5 separate regions of the Mus musculus genome follow, and all the other regions are linked to region 3. Evidence: chromatin contacts called from public HiChIP or PLAC-seq and promoter capture Hi-C data. All regions are on one chromosome and are shown on one strand. Each heading gives the region's core, a stretch centred on a gene start, on an enhancer-like site or on the middle of the called end of the contact. The rest is flanking DNA. Distances are from core to core; before and after follow the strand shown.

The links. HiChIP or PLAC-seq counts read pairs in DNA pulled down with a chosen protein or histone mark. Capture Hi-C pulls out chosen DNA fragments and counts their contacts.
Region 1: a contact with region 3 is called in a promoter capture Hi-C map of adipose tissue, with 5 times the contacts expected there. The contact joins the promoter of Atg16l2 here to the promoter of P2ry2 in region 3. A contact is called at or near these places in 7 of 39 promoter capture datasets (the C10 cell line, embryonic stem cells, liver and 3 more), 1 of 15 datasets of contacts at CTCF or cohesin (large pre-B cells), 2 of 484 Hi-C or Micro-C datasets (bone marrow-derived macrophages and liver), 21 of 115 datasets of contacts at active chromatin or transcription factors (the 230-238 cell line, the HPC-7 cell line, bone marrow-derived macrophages and 12 more) and 5 of 9 other capture datasets (adipose tissue, embryonic stem cells, embryonic tail and 2 more).
Region 2: an H3K4me3 HiChIP or PLAC-seq map of bone marrow-derived macrophages shows a contact between it and region 3, with 3 times the contacts expected there. The contact joins the promoter of Stard10 here to the promoter of P2ry2 in region 3. A contact is called at or near these places in 4 of 39 promoter capture datasets (Sertoli cells, embryonic stem cells, neural stem cells and 1 more), 3 of 484 Hi-C or Micro-C datasets (Sertoli cells, bone marrow-derived macrophages and nephron progenitors), 19 of 115 datasets of contacts at active chromatin or transcription factors (the 230-238 cell line, the HPC-7 cell line, bone marrow-derived macrophages and 12 more) and 3 of 9 other capture datasets (adipose tissue, embryonic stem cells and macrophages).
Region 4: a contact with region 3 is called in an H3K4me3 HiChIP or PLAC-seq map of embryonic stem cells, with 4 times the contacts expected there. The contact joins the promoter of Pde2a here to the promoter of P2ry2 in region 3. A contact is called at or near these places in 1 of 39 promoter capture datasets (stem cell-derived epiblast-like cells), 4 of 115 datasets of contacts at active chromatin or transcription factors (bone marrow-derived macrophages, embryonic stem cells and pancreatic cancer cells) and 3 of 9 other capture datasets (adipose tissue, embryonic stem cells and pancreatic islet).
Region 5: a contact with region 3 is called in an H3K4me3 HiChIP or PLAC-seq map of bone marrow-derived macrophages, with 3 times the contacts expected there. The contact joins the enhancer-like site here to the promoter of P2ry2 in region 3. A contact is called at or near these places in 7 of 39 promoter capture datasets (the 3T3-L1 cell line, embryonic stem cells, liver and 2 more), 6 of 115 datasets of contacts at active chromatin or transcription factors (bone marrow-derived macrophages, embryonic stem cells, large pre-B cells and 1 more) and 2 of 9 other capture datasets (embryonic stem cells and liver).

Annotation. Positions count from the first base shown.
Region 1 is chr7:101,300,817-101,303,516 of GRCm38.p6, forward strand. Atg16l2 (autophagy related 16-like 2 (S. cerevisiae)) reads right to left here and starts at 1,272. Exons shown (of 18, transcript NM_001111111.1): 1 at 1,085-1,272. The coding sequence starts at 1,211.
Region 2 is chr7:101,319,823-101,322,522 of GRCm38.p6, forward strand. Stard10 (START domain containing 10) reads left to right here and starts at 1,291. Exons shown (of 7, transcript NM_019990.5): 1 at 1,291-1,530; 2 at 1,892-2,211. The coding sequence starts at 2,005.
Region 3 is chr7:101,010,700-101,013,399 of GRCm38.p6, forward strand. P2ry2 (purinergic receptor P2Y, G-protein coupled 2) reads right to left here and starts at 1,299. Exons shown (of 3, transcript NM_008773.4): 1 at 1,013-1,299.
Region 4 is chr7:101,449,819-101,452,518 of GRCm38.p6, forward strand. It overlaps Pde2a (phosphodiesterase 2A, cGMP-stimulated), which reads left to right and starts at 1,434. Exons shown (of 30, transcript NM_001143849.2): 1 at 1,434-1,650. The coding sequence starts at 1,534.
Region 5 is chr7:101,502,779-101,505,478 of GRCm38.p6, forward strand. It overlaps Pde2a (phosphodiesterase 2A, cGMP-stimulated), which reads left to right. Exons shown (of 30, transcript NM_001143849.2): 12 at 34-164; 13 at 521-632; 14 at 1,046-1,085; 15 at 1,194-1,257; 16 at 1,600-1,672; 17 at 1,793-1,970; 18 at 2,179-2,291. Among named protein-coding and RNA genes, the nearest start is that of Mir139, 29 kb to the left of the region's middle. Within about 2 kb of position 1,258, at least 37 of the 459 cell types and tissues checked have an H3K27ac peak or open chromatin away from gene starts, as enhancers often do. A contact at or near this core is called in bone marrow-derived macrophages, where this site is marked.

The DNA.
Region 1 (2,700 bases), core at 22-2,521, 290 kb after region 3:
GCAGACTGAGGCTGCTAACCTCAGGCCAGATCCTCACCTCCCTTCCTTCTCTGTCTGAGGTTCCTGGACCCTGACAAATTCTCAAAACTACCTGAGACCACAAGGCATTGCAAGCACCCCTACCCCGGCATACAAGGTCACAATGTGCCTCATTTGCAAGTAAGAAATCTGAGGTAAAGGACTTGAATTACCCCAAACCACAGACCTGGGTCTCTAGGTTCCCAGTCTTGCAGTTCTCCTGGGTGGTCCCTCCCTTAAACCGATAGTCCCACTGCCCATCAGAGCAGTTGGAGAAGTGGGGTTGTCTGGAGGTAGAGGTATCCAACCCCAAGAGAGGGCCAGCCCTCACAAAGTTCCAAGGAAAACAAATTTGATTGCGTGGGTGCATCAAAATTAGCACCAAGTGAGGAAGAAGTAGGGAGTATGGTTAGACTTTCAGCCTCAAACACACAATCACAGTCCACCAAAAGGCAGTAAATACAGATGCACTCCAGTGTTCCTCGGATGGAGTGCACACATCTCCTCCTCCTAGCCAAAGTGCCCAGAAATAACCACATGAGAATTTAACTTCCGCCGCGCGACAAACAACCTAAAGGAACCCGGAGCCCCATTCGAGCTACGATCCGCTAGGCACTGAGGTACTCCACGAACGTACGCCAGTATAACCTATCCGTACCAGAACCTACCAGAGACTTTCGCTCCTTCCTTTCAGCTACCGTGGCTGTTCTGGCCACGCCTGCCTTCTTTAACTGGGCTCTGGGACCAAATGGACTGACCAGGCCTTGCCCTAGGGACGGCCTGAAAGAAGGACTCGACAAAACCATCACTGAGACAGAGCTTGTGTCTAGGATGCTCAAGGGAGGCAGAGCTGAGTCTTTGGGGCTAAGCAGCACCAGAGCTGGAAACAGCAGGCAAGCCAATGCGGAGAGGGGCGTAACAGGTTCCAAGACGCAAAGCCCTCGGGAACCGTGACGGCGCCGCTGCCCTGAGTCACAAGTCGAGTGGCGGGACAAGCCCTCTCCCCGAGCGGGGAGTCCCACCTCCTCAAAGCCAGTCATCCCCGAGCCCCCAGGGACGCACTCACAAGCCGGCACTAGCTCCAGGAAGAGCGCCTTTTGCGTGCGGTCCCGATGCCGCAGCTGCCGCACGATGTGGCGCTTCCAGACAGCGGCGGGCGCGCAGGGATCGCAGGGGGCGCCAGGTCCTGCCATGGCCGCCGAGTCCCTAGCGGCCGCGCAAAGCTCCAGCCCGAGCAGGGGGGCGGAGCCTCCCGGGGACTCCATGACGTCAGGGCGGCAGCAGCGGGGAATCCCCGGGCTGTACCAAGCGCTTTTGTCGGGGAGATCTGGACACCTCAAAGCAGGTGCTGCTGCGGCCCAGCAAAAACCCTCAGTCCCAGAGGTGTGCGTTTCTGTCCCGGAGTAAGCAGCAGGGATTGAAGCCTCCCTGTCGCCTGTGGGCGCGTCCAGGGCGGGGCCTCAAGGTCGCCTTCCTTAACCTCTTGGTGCCTGGACCAGTGTCAGAAGCTGAGGATGCAGAACTCACTAAGTTACCCCGGAAGGGGAGACCCTACCACCAGGGGCTGTACAGAGACAAGCACCAGGCACAAGCAGTCTAAGAGAGAAGACTGCCTGAAGGAGCCCCACTGTCACCTACAAGGTGACAGTTGAGTGGGGGTTTATGAAGGACCAACTAAGACCGTTACCCAGAGGGAGCGGAGACAAAAGGACTCTTAAGCTCTGGAAAGAACAAGTAGACATGGTCTGATGACATGAAAATTTCCAATGCAGGCGGGCGTTGGGAGTAGCTCAGCGATAGGGTTTTTGCTAACCCTGCGCGGGGGCCTAGATTCAAGGTCCAGCGCTTCAGAGTTGTTAGGACAGGACGCAGAACTGTCCGTGGGAGGAGCAAGATTTAGAGGTCCAGTTGGTAGCAAAATTTAGGGCTCTAAGAAAAGACTCCGTTTATCTGGAAAACCCCAGGCTCAGAGGAGAGAAGAGGCTTCCTCGTTTGCAGCTGTGTGTAGTAGGGAGCTGAGCTAGCCAGCAACCCAGAGTTCTAACTCAGGGCCTATCTGCTGCCTCTCTTGGACAGCACAGACATCTCTTGTGGGTACATTTGACAGTGAATCTGGGCTCACGGGGAATTGTAATGAAATTGTCTCTAGCAAAGAATTCTGCAGATACAGGCTGTGGTAAAGAATGACAGGAGAGGGCTGGTGAGATGGCTCAGTGGGTAAGAGCACCCGACTGCTTTTCTGAAGATCCGAAGTTCAAATCCCAGCAACCACATGGTGGCTCACAACCACCCGTAATGAGATCTGACTCCCTCTTCTGGAGTGTCTGAAGACAGCTACAGTGTACTTACATATAATAAATAAATAAATCTTTAAAAAAAAAAAAAAAGAATGACAGGAGAGACTCAGTGGGCCTAGCCTTACAATATGACATACTGAGGAAGGTTCAGCTTCAAGCCCTGTTTTTAGCTAGGGAAGGCAGACCTGGTTATCCCTAAGAAATAAACCGATGGGAGGGAAAAGGCAATATCAGGAAGCCCTCTAGGCCCTGCAGGGGACAAGCCTTGAGATACTGGGGTCTCAAGTTGGGGGTCTGTTACAGGACTTGAAAAACAGTAAAGGCAAGTGACACCCCAGGGGAATATGTATCTGTTGTTCGGTGAAGCTATAGTGAAGCTGAGCAT
Region 2 (2,700 bases), core at 41-2,540, 310 kb after region 3:
CTGAGTAGCTGGGATTATAGGTCTGTGCTACCACATCCAGTTTCCTGCTTATTTTAAAAGTGGGCATGATTTACAAAGATCTCAGAGCCCTGAGCACTTCAGGGAAAAAAAAAAAAAAGCACATCTATTTGTGAACCTACAGTGCTGAGTCTGCGGTTTTCTTTTAACACCTGTAAGAAAAGAAATCTACATGGTGGAGATAAGAGGTGACTTCTGAGGGACCAGGGGGAGAATGCAGAGGGCACAGAAGGAGCCTGGGTGGCAGAGGCTTGGTACTCTGGCACTGGTGGGAATAGCCATTAGCAGACTCTGGTACTACTAGGTCAGTGGTAGTCACTTATTGCTCCTAATATCCAGAGGAGCACACCAAAGGCTTTCCCTGCTCGTCTCTGGCCCAGACAGTGACAAGACTGCCATGCTCATACTGGCCTGGCCCTAGCTTTCACTGGGTAGATGGGACAGGGCTCCCAGAATGGAAGAGTAGGCAGAAGAGTTAGTGGACAGAATTTACATCAGGCTACAGAGTAGAGCTCTGGTCCACTCTATTCTACAGAGGGGTGGAGGGGGCCTGTGCTCCAGTGTTCTGCAGCCCTGTGCTTTTGAGAACTGGTCTTCGCCTAGGGGAGGTGTGGGTAAATGGCTGAGAGCTAAAGAGGGGTGGGTTTGGAAGCTGCCAAATAGGGATGTAAGAGGTTGCTGGCTCAGGACCTCTCTCTGGCCAGAGTGAGGCTGAAGTGGAAATTTTGCCAAATTCTGGCCAGCCTTTGAACCTTGAGCCTTTAAAGTCGGATCAACTTCCGGCTGGGTTTGCACACCCTACTGGAAAATTGAGTTGGGTGTGTGGAGGAGGCTTGTTATGCTCTTGGTTCTTGGGGCTTGCAGGCTGTCGCCATTTCTAATTTAGTTACTGAGGGGCTGTCATCCCTATTCCTGCTAGTTAGTCTTTCAATTGTCATGAGGGTGTGTGCCCACCCTTGAATCTCTGAAGTGTTGTGTGTGTGAATAAGCTGTTGCAGAAGCGTGTACCTGCAAGGGTGGGAGCGAAGAGTAGAGAAGAGGCTCTCAGTTAACTTCCAGAATCTCTCTTGGCACCTCAACCTTACTCTGAGAGCCCAGGCTACTTTGTTACTTCGCTATGTGGTTCCTGCTCACAGGTCCCCGGTCCTCTGATAGTCTACATCTCTCCCCGGACTTTGCCCCTTCCCCGGGGCTTACGGGGGCGGGCGCTAGGACCCGGCGGGGCGGGGCGGGGCGGGGCTCGGTGCTCCCGCAGTTCTTACCTCCGCAGCCTGGAAAATACCGAGCGAGGCGAGCGGAGCCCGGGAGCCCCGAGCCTAGCGGGAGGGAGGAGGGCGGAGGGGGCGCGCGGGGCGGGGGGCGCGGAGCGGGGCGGGGCCGGCGGCGGGACCCACTGCTCCTCCCCCCAGGGTCCCCGCGCGGCCCCCGGTCGCCCGGGCAGCGGAGGCAGCGGCGGCGGCGGAAGAGCTCGCACACCGGCCCCGGCGGGCCCCGGCAGAGAAGCCCGCACAGGTGAGACTCCGCCACCACACCCGCCCCCACCACGGCCCCGCGCGGCTTGCTGCTGAGTTAGTTGTGCGAGTCCGGCCAGCACCGCGCGAGGACTCCGTGCCAGACCCGCACTTGCGATCCCCCAGAGTCCCGCCCGGCTCTCGCGGGCTCCTGCACCCGCTACGCAGCAATCCTACTGCCGCTCCAGGGAAGTATGAGGTCGCTCCTTGTGGGAGGGTGGCCCAAGTGACTGTCCTGTGCCGGTGCACAACCGCCTGGGGCCAGTACCTGCCCTTTTCAAGCTGTCCGCTGGTCCGGGACCCCGGCTAGCCCCACCCGCGCCCCCAGCGCACTGACTCTGGTCCCCAAACCGGTCTTGCAGGTCCCAGGAAGGTGGCGTCAGCATCTGCAGCCGCGTCGACGTTGTCTGAGCCTCCGCGGAGGACCCAGGAGAGTCGGACTAGGACCAGGGCCCCGGGCCTCCCCACGCTCCCTATGGAAAAGCCAGCTGCCTCAACAGAACCCCAAGGGTCTCGGCCCGCCTTGGGCCGTGAAAGTGTCCAGGTGCCCGATGACCAGGACTTCCGCAGTTTCCGGTCAGAGTGTGAGGCCGAGGTGGGCTGGAACCTGACCTACAGCAAGGCCGGCGTGTCTGTGTGGGTGCAGGCTGTGGAGATGGATCGAACTCTGCACAAGATCAAGGTAGGATTGCCCTGTGGTACCTGCAGCCTCCACTCCTCCCGAACTGTCTCTCACAGGAATCTCCTCGCCCATACTCAGACCAGGGACCCATAGAGGGGTGCATGTGAGCTCAGAGTCTCCTAATATAAACCAGAGGACACACATGGGCCATATGACCCGGGTTCTAACCTAGGCATGCCTGTGTGTTTGGGAGATGGGTGATGGCCAGGTACACTTAGGGGAATAGTGTCTCTCAAAGGTCTGTCTTTCAGAGTAGCTTCTGCTTGGACCCTTAGTTTGACCCACTAGGTAGGTGAACGGCCCACTTCCTCCTTCACCCGGGGTTCTCTAGCCCGCGATGGGTCTTCTGCTCTACTTTCTGCACTCTTGGGTGCAGAGGATGAGATTCCTTCCTTCTCAATTCCTCTAGTCCTCTCTGTCCCTGCCCAGTGGCTCTATCAGGCTCTGAGCCTGCAGCAGGCCTTTAGGACTGTGGCTGGCAGCTCCTGA
Region 3 (2,700 bases), core at 49-2,548:
AGAAGAAAGACTACAGCCAGGAAATTAAAGAACTCCTGGTGTCACCCATGAGGCCTTGGTGACATCCTCACATGCTCATCTGGTGCCTGGGGTAGGTGGGCAAAAGGGATCCCGGAAAGGCCACAACCTCACTCTGCATCTGGGCAGCCATTTCTGAGGATTACCCAGTATGCCAACCTGCCCATGTCCTCAAAACTCTGGAGTATCCAAAGCATGGAAAAGGAGAGGGGCAGACCTCCGCAGCAGGGCTTGTCCCCAGCCCTCATGCAGGACCCACACTGGCAGCAGTGTAGAGTCTGTTCAGAGACTCTCCTTCCTCCCACTCCCACCCACAGATAATTGCCACTTCCCTGCCGCCCCAGCCTGATCTTCAAAAGCCACTATTCCAAACTTGATCCAAAACAAGGCTGCTGACCCAGGGACTCTAGGGATGCCATTCTGAGCACAGCAGTCACCTAGCCCTATAAATCTCCAAACTGGAAAGGCTAGTTCCCAGAAGGATCTACACTTGGGTCTAGCTCCTGGAGATCAGTAACACACACACACACACACACACACACACACACACACACACACACACTGTAGCCCTAGTGAGGTGAACACTGTCTTTCTTCTGCCTGACCCTTCATACAGCACCACCTGCCCGATTAAAAGTTTCCAGACAGATCAAAGTCTTAACTGTCCTTATATGAAATTGCACTAGCAACCCACATTCCCACCCCACCGCACCCCCCACTCCCAACCCCACAACCCCGCCGCTGCTGCCACTGCCTCCGGTTCCTCACTGACACCTCACTGACACCGAGTGAGCTACCCAGACTGACTCTGGGGAGAGTTAAGAGTCCAAGCGCAAGAAGTCTCCAGGATTCCCAGGTCTCTTAGCCCACAGACTTACGCCCCAGGGGTACACACAGACTAAGTTCAGTCACTCACACCCTAAGGGTGTGCGCATTTGCCCACTAACACACAGATTCCCCCAGTATGCTGGTAAACACACCAAGATGACACTCACCGAGATCACGCTCTAGAGGAAACAAAGTTCATCAGCGCACCGGCAGCCGGCTCTCACCGCCCAGTTTTGCGCAGTACAAGGGCTGGGAGCCCGAGCCCTCGGGACAGTCACGTAATGGGCTCTCCCTGTTTGGCGCTGACTCGACCGGCGCTCCCGTCCCCAGGCCTCACTTGGCGACCTCTCTTGGTGTCCGCTCCCCTCTAGGAAGCACCTCTCACCTCCCCGCTGCGCTGGTCCCCTCCAAGGGCTGCCGCCGCTGTTCCTGGTGCCCGAGTCCCATGCCGAGTGGCGCAGGGTCCCACGTGCCTGGAAGCGCCGCGGTCCCCGCCCTACTCCGCCCCGCTCCGCACCCCATAGCCTGGCTGTGAGCAGGAGGGCGGGGCAGACTCTGGGCAGACGCCGGAGCCGCCCCCAACCCTTCTAAACAGATGCTTCCAGTCTGCCACCCGCTTGGGGACGCGGTCGGTCAGTGTCGCCGCCGGTCAGCGTGTCCGCCACGGCTGTTGAGCAAGGAGAGGCGGAAGGCGACCGTCCTGGCTGAGCAGAGGTCACCTGCTTAGCTCACCGATTTTCAGCGACGCCCAAGTTTTACAAGGTTTGCTTTGTGCTGGCCTGGCTCCTGTCACTGCCCACCGATGGACCTTTATACTGACCCTCAGCCTTCCCTCCGCTGCTGCCCCATCCCGCGTCACTTACGGATGGACAGATGGATGTGCTTTCAGACTGCTGGTACCAGCAGAAATCTTTGCCGGCTTCACCACCTCCGTCTGCTTTTGCTCTTCGTTCAGGTCACTAACGGGTCCATGAAGTCCTGGTTTAGTTTGATCTCTCATCTTGAACTGCCTCAATTCTTCTCTCTGGCCTGCTCTGAAGACTTTCTGTAGTCACAAACCCCATTCCTGTCCTAGTTTGAGCTCAAAAAGGCAAGGACCACACCAGCCACCTCACTGCTGTCCTGTGAAGGGGTGGATGAATGAGAGGGTGTCTGCCCCCTCCCATTTCTGACTCAGGCATCTGTTAGTATAAGTTCTAGGCCACCTTTAGCACTGTAAGACACATTTTCTGCGAAATGAAGCCAGTCCTTCCATGATCCTACTTTTCGTGTCCATCCAGGGAGTCTTGGGGTGGCCAAATAAACGGACAAGTTCAGAACAAGCCTTTTCCTATGGTGAGGAGTTTGCTCTCTGCCCAAGGGCTGTAGACTTTGTTAGTTGTGTATCCGCTGACTAAAGTCCCATTCGCAGCCCCTGGAGGGGTCCAGAAAGGGTCCGATCTGCAGCCCTGTCCAGAGTGAGAAGGGTGAATACACAGAGCTGGGTGGCTGAGCCTCTCTGCAGCCTCCTGGGGCCTTTGAGCAGACACAAAGGCTCCTTGTCTAACCTCTGCTGGCTATGGGAGCTGGTGCAGGCAGCTTCCAGAAATCTAGATCTCTCCACAGCCACCCTTGTGGCTTTAGGGTCCTCGTGTGAGGGAAGTCTTTCTGGTTATTGAAATCCCAGCGGATTTCCTTTTCCTGATCTCCCTTCTGAGCCGTCAGGTCTTTTTCTGCTGCTTCCCCTAGGACCCAGGATGGATCCTAGCCTCTAGAAGACCCACAGGCTGGACAGTGGGCAGTCTTGGACTTTACCCTTGCTGTGGTCCAATTCCTTTACTTTATAGCCAAAGAAACGACATTCCCAAGGTACATG
Region 4 (2,700 bases), core at 184-2,683, 440 kb after region 3:
ATAATCAGGGTTGAACTGTGGAAGGTCTGTAATGCCAAGTGAGAGATTTAGGTTTTATGGTGCTCGTGGTAGAGACCCCCACTAAGGATGTTTGAGCACTGGAAGCTGTAAGCTCAGCTAGGAGGGGGAAAAATCCTTGTGTGGAAGATCACCCCTTGAGCTACTGGGACAGCTAGGACACTTCCAAGCCTGTGCCAGGTGCTGGGACCGTGTCCAGCACTGGGCTCAGTGACTCAACACTGGGGAAATTGCTCCCCAGGGGGAAAGGGCCCAAATGAATCACATCTATGAGGCAAGGAGCAGGGGGCTCACTGAGTCACCTTCCAAGGGCTGGGGGGAGAGGGAAGTACAGGAAGAGGGGCAGTAGCGCAGAAAGGAGAACCAGGGAAAGTCACAGTGAGGGCTGTCAGGAGTCTGTCTGTCTCACCATCATTCCAAGTTTTTGTCTTCTGGCAGCCCTGTGGGACAACTGACACCCAATGGGAAGGGGATCAAGCTAAAGTTACACTGGCAAAATCCAGGAAGACCCAAATTCACCATTTGATATAGACTCGTCCTGTGCCTTAGCCCATCTTATAGCAAGCAGAGGCTAGAAAACAGGTTGGTCCAGGCAAGGGGTTTGACCCAAGTTACACAAATGTCCCCTCATCCCTCCAGCCATCCCCTACTGGGGTCAGGGTGCACCTTTGCGATAGAACACCAGGGGGCGCAGGAGCGTCACGGCTGCTGCAAGTGCCTGAGCACAGAGGCGGCTCTGCAGAGAAATGCGCTCCCAGCTCTCGGGGTCCCACCGCGGAACTGCGGACTAGATGGCCCTGGGGCTTGCACCCTTTTCAGCCTCCTGGGACGCCGATGAAGGCCTATCTGGTAGCCTTAGGAACCCAGTGCTCTCACCCCACATTTGGGAACGGTGCGCCTGTGTGTGTCAGGGCGCACGTGTCTCCTTCACAGATCTGCTACCGCTTCAGGGCTCGTCCCATTTTGGAGCGACCTCTAAATTTCTCCCTCACTTTCCTCTACCCTCTGTACTGGAAGGAGTGAAAGGACCTCGGGGCTCCCGGACTGTGGCCGCGGCCCCTCTCCCCGCACTGCGCTGGACTCGGCCTCGGGGTTCTGGCCGGGCTACTGAAGTCCAAGTGATGGGGAGAGAATGTGGTGCGACAGTGCGCGGGACTCTGGGAGGGGCCCTACCACATAGGAGGAGTGACAATGGGATAAGCGGAAGGCAGCGAAGGCTGAGAGGCGACCGAGGAGTGGGAGCCCTCGTAGCCGACCCGCTGCAGGAGACTTGAGAGGGTGAAGGCCTGGCAGGGAGCAAGCCGGCCGGGATCGGGTGGGGTCCGATCTTTGGAAGGCGTTGAAGTGCTGTCCCCGGTAGCAGAAACGTAGGCGGGGCCTGGAGGCCTGGGGCGGGACGGGGGCGGGGGCGGGGCGGGACCAGGGCGGACCCTCGCGCGGACCGGCGAAGCTGTTGCGGACGCGCTGACCGAGTGCAGCGGGCCGGGCTGGAGGGGCGGGCGGGCGGCTGCGAGCATGGTCCTGGTGTTGCACCACATCCTCATCGCTGTTGTCCAATTCCTCAGGCGGGGCCAGCAGGTCTTCCTCAAGCCGGACGAGCCGCCGCCGCAGCCATGCGCCGACAGCCTGCAGGTAGGAGGCCCCCCCCCCCCCCATTCTGGGTAACAGGGAGAAGCGGGTGTCCAGGGAGAGCCCGGTGAGGGCCCGGTCTTCTGAAGAGCTTGCAGTCGTCTGCCCCACGGTCTACTCTCTCCTGAACCTTCCTTTAAGAGGGGACCCTTCCCTTAGTTTGGAACCCGTCTTGTACTGAATGGGACTGCAGCCATACCCAGAGGGGGTCCTTGATTCTTCGGCTCATAGTTCAAATGCCCCTCCAGATTCTGACTCTGCTTCGCATCTAGAACTCCTCCATCCCAAGCCCCGAAGTCCTAATCCTCGTTGCCCCCCTCAGCCACATTAACAGCTCTGTATAAACCCGGAGTTCCCTCCTCCCAGGTTAGTCCCACTCCCCTCTCAAACCTCTGGCTCTCTACTGTACATATCAGATTCCAGGCACACCCATATCCCCTAAGCCCCTGGCTGCAGAGAACTTTACCTCATAAGTAGGACCTCACCCCCAAACCTCTATCTTCTATTTTATAAAGTCTTACTCCCCATCCTTACTAATCATCTAGATTCTAGTCACCATCTTCCACCCAACCCAAGGGTCCAACCCCCTTTTAAAACCCAGATTCTCTCTTCTCCTCTGCCAGACTGCCCCCTCCCAGTCCTCATCTTTTACACAGACCTCCAGTCTCCTCCTGTTGCCTCCCAGCCTCTAGATGTGATAGTCCCATATCATTCTTCCAGTTCCCAAATTTCTGAGTGCATCATCCTTTGGCCCCTCTGCTGTTCTCTTGTTTAGTGTGTTGCTCCAGGCTGCCTACCTCTCCTGGTCTGTTCAGCCCTTCAGTTTCTGTAGGTCTCTATCTTTGTGCTAGGGTCTTTCTGTGACCATGCCTTCCCTACATGTCTGCCTCTACTTTGGGTCGTGGGGGAACCGGCTCAGAAGACAGGGCTGGAGCCTCTAGGACCTCCACCTGTGCCTGTGTTCTCAGGTATGGCATAGGATGGACTCAAGTCCAAGGGCTTAAACATGGAGAACGTTGCCCTCAGGGTGCCCAAAATATATGGTGGGTAGGG
Region 5 (2,700 bases), core at 8-2,507, 490 kb after region 3:
CTGCCCCTCCTCACTGTTCCTTCATCTCTGCAGGACGATGTGCAACAGCTGCAAAACATGTTGGGTTGTGAGCTGCAGGCTATGCTGTGTGTCCCTGTCATCAGCCGAGCCACTGACCAGGTGGTGGCCCTGGCTTGCGCCTTCAACAAGCTTGGAGGAGATTTGTGAGTTTGAGAGTGGGGGTGTCATGGCACTATGGCAATAGCCCCAGGTTCTAGGGGGTCTGAAGTGGGAGGATCACGGGAGCCTAGAAGTTCCAGGCCAGCCTGAGCAACATGTACATAAGCCTGCCTCAAATAAACAGTGGCCTGAGGAGGAACCCACATTTTGGTCTGAGGGCAGTCAGAGCTTTCCCTAGAGCTCTGTGCCTGAAGGGGGAGAAGGCATGGTGTGTAGTCCCAGTGTGAAGAGTTTCATTAGCTGGCAGATAGGAGCTTCCTGGTAGCATGCAGGAAAGGAGAAAGGGGCCGAGAAGGCCATCTTCCCTGTCCTCTCTGCTGACCCCCAGCCCGACTTCCAGCTTCACAGATGAGGATGAACACGTGATCCAACACTGCTTCCACTACACAGGCACGGTGCTCACCAGCACCTTGGCCTTCCAGAAGGAGCAGAAGCTCAAGTGTGAGTGCCAGGTGAGTGCCTGCCTTGAGCTTTTCCCAAGAACCTGCGCGCGCCAGCCCCAGAAGGCTATCCACGAGGGTGATGCTGCCTGGGTTATCTAGGCCAGTGGCAGCACTGTGGCTGGGTAACCTAGTGACCTGGAAGTCCCTTAAAGAGAGAGAGGTCAGTATTTCCCTGGGCTCTAGGCATTGTCTGTGATTGCCCTCTAGTGTCTAACACGGGCACTACCACAACATCTGGGCAGCCAGAGGCAAAGGTGGCAGCCGTTTGAGACCCAAGAACTTCACTATTCTTCCCCAGCTCCTTCACTTAGTACCCAAAGGGTTTCATTAGGCACGTCAGTTGCCAGCCTGCTCTAGGAGCACTTGGGAAGGGATGAGAACATCCCGGGCCATCTTTACGATCTTCACTTCCTCCTTCCCAGGCTCTTCTCCAAGTGGCAAAGAACCTCTTCACCCACCTGGGTGAGTGATGTGTCTCCCACACAAGGCGTTTGGGGAGGAGGAGATGTGGAAGAGATGCTTGCCTGGCATTCCTCAGGTCTCACGTGCTTCTCCTTCCCCCTCCTCCAGATGATGTCTCTGTCCTGCTACAGGAGATCATCACGGAAGCCAGAAACCTCAGCAACGCAGAGATGTGAGCAGAAGTGGGGTGGTGCGGGAGGGGAAGTCTCAGCCCTCACCGCCTCTGCCCCCTCCCTACCTTCTTATCTGACATTTCCTTCTGCCTGGGCCCTTGTTTCAGCCAGGACAGCGCTAACTTTGCTTGCCATGGGTTTCTATGAAACCTAGTAGGAATTTAAAACAATACAATACAAAACAAATAAAAGGCAGATGGAGAGATGTTTGGAATTGTCCAGCTCCGAGGAGAGTGTCTCACTTTAGGACACTTTCCAGGGTCTCAGTAATCGCTACACTAGCCATATGTGGTGGTTCGAGAGGCGTCAGAACCCCACGAACCAACCTCTTCTCTCCACAGCTGCTCGGTGTTCCTGCTGGATCAGAACGAGCTGGTGGCCAAGGTGTTCGATGGTGGCGTTGTGGACGATGAGGTGAGGGAGTATGGAGGGTGTCCGGGAGTAAGCAAGAGGACCTGGGGGAAAAGCCACATTTGAAAAGTGTCTATACGGCAGGCTAACTTCTTGCTTTCTATTCCATCCCTGTTTGGGCAGAGTTATGAGATCCGCATCCCGGCGGACCAAGGCATCGCGGGCCACGTGGCGACTACGGGCCAGATCCTGAACATCCCAGATGCATATGCCCATCCGCTTTTCTATCGCGGCGTAGATGACAGCACTGGCTTCCGCACGCGCAACATTCTCTGCTTCCCTATCAAGAACGAGAACCAGGGTGCCGACTCGTGGTGGCCAGGGGCGGGGCCTGAAGGGGCTGTACGGGGGTGGAGCCGGGGCGGGGACTAGGGGAAAGTGGTTCTAGGGTCGGAACCTAAAGAGCCAGGGATTGTCTAGTCTTGAGCCATTTCTTCCAGAGGAGTTAGGAGAAGGCAGGTCTCACTGGACCCCTTCACCAGCGATTCCCATTTTCTCTCTCTTCCCAGAGGTCATTGGTGTGGCTGAGCTAGTGAACAAGATCAATGGGCCATGGTTCAGCAAGTTTGATGAGGACCTGGCCACAGCCTTCTCCATCTACTGTGGCATCAGCATCGCCCACGTGAGGGAGCGCTACTGGGGCGGGGAGGGTGTCCTTCTTCTATCCCCCACATCTGCTTTCTTCGCTCTGGCCTGTCTATGCTCAGGGCTCCGATCCCAGCGAGCGGGATGCTATGCAGCCCGCCATACATGCTGGCTGCCTCTAGTCGTTCAGCATGCAAAGCTGGGGATACTATTTCTGGTCCTGTCCAACCAGCTTCTGAGGATCATGAAAGAGAAAGGAAAAGAAACAAAACAAATCAAAACCCCACCTAGTTCTGCTGGGCTAGATGGGTATATATATGGTAGTACGTGATAGTATGGGCCTATAACCTTAGGATTTGAGAGGGAGTAGCAGGAGGGTGGAGTTCAAAACCTTGGCTACCTAGCAAGTTGGAGGCCAGCCTGAGCTACATGAGAGACACTGTCTA